Linked DNA regions of Ovis aries: region 2 is linked to region 1. A link is a contact called in public Hi-C data. All regions are on one chromosome and are shown on one strand. The core of a region is the stretch at or near the end of the contact, and the rest is flanking DNA. Distances in the headings are between cores, read along the strand shown.

Region 1 (2,700 bases), core at 26-2,525:
CCCACCCCGGGGCAAACACGGGAACCAAGTGAAGTCGGTGCAAAGTTCCCATCCATCCAGCATATTTGGTTTCCTTCTGCCCCCAAACCCAGCGGCAAAACTGCTGAGATTTGCTTTTGCACCTGCCATGGCTGCTAAGCCTGGGCTTCTCCTTGACCCCCGAGATCATAGATAAGGCCTTGCGGCCTAAAACGTTCATGACCCTTGCGGAGAGCGCATTGAGGACCGCCGCAGCATCCCCCTTCGCTGTCCACACAGCCAGCTTGCTTCCCTGACAAAGGCCCCGTGCCAATCCCCGGCACGACACACAGTAGTTGCTGGAATGCCCATCACCGACTGGCAGCTGCCACTACCTTCTCCCGAGAAAAATAAACAACACACACGCGCACACACACACACACACACACACACACACACACAGCACTGGGGTATAACAACACGGCGGGAGATGTAAAGCATTAAAATTAAAAAGACCCCAAAGCTAAGCAGCCTGGGTGTGCCCTGGAAGTGCGTCCGAGGGGCCCGTGGGGGAGGGGAGATAGGGCCCGGGAGGCGGCGGCTCCTCTGGGGCGTGAAGGCCGGGCCGGGTGATGGTCTAATAAAATGCTGGGAGTCGGAAGGTTCAAAATGAAACCACAAATGAAATCCCCGGCGGGCCTGAGGCCCCGGGTGGTCTGCAGACCAGCGGCGCGGCCCGCACCTGCCTGCCCAGCGCCCACCCACACACACACCTGCCAGGGCAGCCTTCTGGGGCCCTCGGGGTCCGGGGTGAAGCAGAAAGAAGGCCCGACCCCAGGGTGCGGGCCGGGTGGGCTAATCTGATGGCGGAGGCCAGGGGGCAGCCTCGCTCACCTCTAGGTCAGTGTCGGCGGCCTCCGGGGCCCCGAGGATCTCGCTGGGCAGCTCGGCCAGGTCGGTGACCCGGATCAGCCCGTCGTGCAGGAAGATGGTCTCCTCCTTCACCGAGAGCCACTGCGCCGAGTCCGCGGCCGCAGCCGCCGCAGCCGCCGCGGCCGCCGACGAGCCCATGGCCCCAGCTGAGGGGTTGGCTGTGAGGAGCAGCCGCTCGGCTCGGCGAGATGCGAGCAGGAGCCGCCGAGTTCACCAGTCCATGGCAGCAGCCGCCGCGCCCGCCTGCAGCGCCCCACTCGCCGCCTCGCGCGTGCAGCTCCGCCCTAGGAGGTCCGAGCTGCCATCCTCCCACCCCTGGCCCCGGAGACCCCGGCCCCGCCGCCACCGCCGCTGCCGCCGCCCTGAGGAACAGGATCCGCCTCTGCCGCTAGGCAGCCAACTGTCAGTGAGGCGCCATGTTGGGGGCGGGGCTCCCGGCATGCCCCGCGGAGCGGACAATACCGGCCCCGCCCACTCGTCTGGCCCCGCCCACCTACCGAAGGCCCGGGGACAGCCAGGTTGGCTGGATCTCTGCCTAGCCTTTTTCTGCACCTTGCCCTCAGAGTGACCTCCCACGTCCTTTACAGTTCCAGGGCGCCCTACGTCTGCATTACTCCAGGAGAAGAGGGCAGCCTTCCTCTACTCTCCTCCCCTCTGCTCATGTGTGCAACCCTCTCTGGCCTGAGTCCCACCGTGGGCACCTGGGCAGACACATGGAAGTTCACGGGCTGCTTACACGTTTAAATAAGATATATGCAAAAATATGGCTCACAGTAGGTGCTGAAGTTTGTTCATAAGCACTTGGTCGAAATGCACAGTAGGTGCTACATATTCACCACAAATTCTTGTACCCAATAAGCACTCAAAATCTGGTGAAAATAAAGCACTAGTCACAATGTCTGGTGTCTGGACCTTAATAAATGCTCCAAGAGGGAGTTAAAATTATTCTTATATTCTATCACTATTCAACACTGATTGACATACACCTTAAAAATATGCCAGCCATCCCGCTTTTATTAAAAGAAGAAAGGAAAGAACTATGTGTTTAGAGAAAAATGTGTGGGTGACTATGTACTAAGTTGTTAATATGAATTGCCACACAGAGCAGGACTAGCCTGGAATGGCTGAAGTAAGGTTAACTTTGTATTGCTTTTATACTTCCCCAAAAAAAAAAAAAAAGCACTCTTTGGTATCAAAGGACTTGAATGCATATGTCCACCAAAATACCTGCACAGGCCTAGATGTCCATCCATACATGAATGGATAAAGAAGTTGTGGTACATAAATGCAATGGAATATTACTCAGCCCATAAAAAGGAATGCATTTGAGTCAGTTCTAATGAGGAGGATGAACCTAGAGCCTGTTACACACAGTGAAGTAAGTCAGAAAAACAAGGATTGTGTGGTAACCATATATATGAAATCTAGAAAAATGGTACCGATGAACCTATTTGAAGGGCAGCAGTGGAGACACAGACATAGAGAACAACCTGTGGACACAGTGGCAGGAGGAGAGGATGGGACAAACTGAGAAAGTAGCACTGAAACGTATATATTACCATAAGTAAAATTAGATAGCCAGTGGGAACTTGCTGTATGAGGCAGGGAGCCCAAATCAGCTCTCTGTGACAGTCTAGAAGGGTGGGATGTAGAAGGGAGACTCAAGAGGGAGGGTAAATATGTATACCTATCACTGATTCATGTTGGTGTATGGCAGAAACCAATATAACACTGTAAAGCAATTATCCTCCAATTAAAATAAATTTAAAATTTAAAAAACCTGCATAGGGACATTTATAGCAGCTTTAT
Region 2 (2,733 bases), core at 30-2,529, 210 kb before region 1:
TAAAAGGCCAAGGAGAGTGACTGACATAATTAGCAGACTATCCACATTATTGCTGTTGATAATAATAATTATTATTGTTGTTGTTATCAACAAGGCTGTTGCTAGAATCAAATAAGACTCAAGAGCAAAACATTATACAAATTACAAAAAGCACTGCCAGTTGTACCAGAAACATAAAGTTACCCCCATCCAAAAAAGTTAAATCATCTCAGCCTCCATTTAAGTAACATCTACCCTATAAACACGAGGCCTCCTTTTGGAAAGCCACTGACCTTGAAGCCTTCGTCACTATGAACTAGACCAAGACCACACAAGCATCTAAGGGGAAAGGAAATACAAATGGGGCCACTTTCCAATTACAGAACGTCTCGATTACTGAAGAGGTTTTCCTCCCTTACTCAAATACGTGATTTTTCCCAACTGGAAGAGCAGAATGCCACCAAGGTCTTAAAGCCTGAGGGTTGAGGTAAGCGTTATGAAAGGGGATCCACTTAGCACGCGGAAGGCAGGCTGCAAAGGAAAGACCAGAGAAGCTACAAAAAGGAAGAGCCCTCCCTGCATGCCCCCCGACACCAGCTATTGGAGTCGCTTCACCGCTATTTTGGACCCAAGACCCCCCCCCCCCCCGCCCCGCCGCCCCCGCTTCCCACATGTGCCCAGAGCAGCTGTTCCTCCACCACAGGGCTCTGTATTGGGAACCTCAAATCCGGGCCTGCTCCTGACTCGATATGGGTTGACCTTGCGTCAGCCCCTTCCCTTCTCTGGACCTGTTTCTCCCTGTGCCCCGAGCACAGTTAGTCAGACAACCCTTTAGGCCCCGCTCCCTCAAGTAAAAAGTCTTTAGTGGGGAATTTTCCCTCATGCTGGGGTGTTCCACCCTCATGCCGGAGCCAGCTTCCACCTGCGGACAGACAACGCAGCCTGCGGGTAGCGGAGGTCCCGGCGAGAGTAGTGTCTCACAGGGCCTGCCTGTCAGGCCGGCTCTGCCGACCTGCGGCCGCCCTGGCCGCGCCGCCACCAACTCAGGGCTCGAGAAAGCCAGGCCGGCGCTTACGCGAGGCCCGTGGCTGAGGCCTAGAGGCCCGCGCGGCCCGCCCCCTGTGCCCGCCGGCTCGGCTTCTGGCCCCTCAGCGCCCCTCCCGGGCCTTCGCCCCGGCTTCGGAAGCCCTCGGCGCATTCGGCTGGCGACCAGACTGGCCCCAGGCACTCACCGTAAATGGGTCGGAGGCGCCTGTCGTTAGGGTCCTGCACATGGCCCCGCGTCGCCATGATGACAAGCGCAGGACCGCAGTGCGCACGCGCGGGGCAGGCCCCCGGGAAGGGGCTGTTAAAGGGCCAGCGCCGATCTCGCGCTTCTATCGCGATGGTCGCGTGGTTGCGACAGAACGCGCCGGCGCGGAAAACACAGACACTCAAACCGCATCCCCGCCCCCCGCCCCCCAAGGTGTGTCACTTCATGGCTCCTTTTCCTCCCTTTCGCTGGTGAAAAGTGAGGGGAGGGGTGGGGGAGAAACTTGGTTAAAGACAGGGCTCGGCTGCTGCTGCTCATCCTGTTTCTCCTCTGTGCTGAAGGACCAGTTAGACTTGCCTTTGATTCACTGTTGAGGAACCGGAAACTCTTGTGGGAGGGTGACCCCGGGGACAGTAGGGGGAAAAGGGTGCTGAGCGACAAGTAGAACGTGCCAGAAAAGTTCGAGGTCCCTTCACGCCCTCCTCGGTGCTCAGCCTGCTAAGAAGCATCCTAGGGATCAAAGTTAACATTACCAGTTAGAGGTGATGAGAAAGGAACTTCCCTGTGTAGTATTTTTTTCTGGAAGACCCATAAACTCAGACTAGTTACAAAGAAAACATCAAACAAATCGCACTGAGTGACATTCTACAAAATGCCTGACCGGTAGGCTTCAGGACTGTCAAGGTCATGAAAAATAAGGCAACAGTGAGAAGCCGTTACAGCCCAGCAATACCTAAGGAGACAAGACAACCAAACACAATGTGATACCTTCCTTGGGATCCTGGAACAGAACAAAGGGCATCAGTGGAAAAAGAGTTGAAATTCAAATAAAGTCTAGAGTTCAGTTAATAGTATTGTGCTAATGTTGGTTTCTCATTTTGATGAATGTACCATGGTAATGCAAGATGTTAAGTGGTTGAGGGGCATATGAAAACTTAATCCTCTTTTCACTCTCTTTTTAAGTCTAAAATTATTCCAAAATCAAAGATTTTGGAATGCTTTTATTGTTTGTTTTTTAAAATTTTCTGCCGCACCCTGCAGTACTTGGAATCTTATTTTCCCAACCAGGGATAGAACCCCTGCAGTAAAAGCACAGTCTTAACCTCTGGACCACCACGAAGGTCCCTAAATGCACTTGTGGGGGGGTGACTACTTTTTAAAAACCAAATGCACTAGAAACTCTCATCCCAATTCTGTCCTGAGTTCTAGCTCAAAGAGAAAATTCCAGAAGCAATTACACAGAAAAATTCTTAGTGAGAATGGGGATGCTTGGGGAGAGAGAGTCCCTCAAATGAAGATATGATCTGTGATCCTCATAGAAAATAGTTCCTAAAGCTGAGGAGAGTTTAAAATACACTAGATGGGGACCTCCCTGGCCATTTCACTCCAGAGGACACGGGTTTGAGCATCACCTAGGAACTTAGAAACATTATTAGGCACTGCTCCAGACATACTGGATCAAATGCTCTGGGAGTAGGGTCGGCGATTTGTATCTTTACAAA

The links. Hi-C and Micro-C count contacts between places; a contact is called where the count stands out from the background.
Region 2: a Hi-C map of hypothalamus shows a contact between it and region 1, with 2.7 times the contacts expected there. The contact joins the promoter of NAA25 here to the promoter of HECTD4 in region 1. A contact is called at or near these places in 2 of 16 Hi-C or Micro-C datasets (hypothalamus and tail adipose tissue).

What each region holds. Positions count from the first base shown.
Region 1 is chr17:62,000,083-62,002,782 of ARS-UI_Ramb_v3.0, reverse strand. HECTD4 (HECT domain E3 ubiquitin protein ligase 4) reads right to left here and starts at 1,275. Exons shown (of 76, transcript XM_060401254.1): 1 at 853-1,275. The coding sequence starts at 1,029.
Region 2 is chr17:62,208,260-62,210,992 of ARS-UI_Ramb_v3.0, reverse strand. NAA25 (N-alpha-acetyltransferase 25, NatB auxiliary subunit) reads right to left here and starts at 1,279. Exons shown (of 24, transcript XM_060401261.1): 1 at 1,212-1,279. The coding sequence starts at 1,269.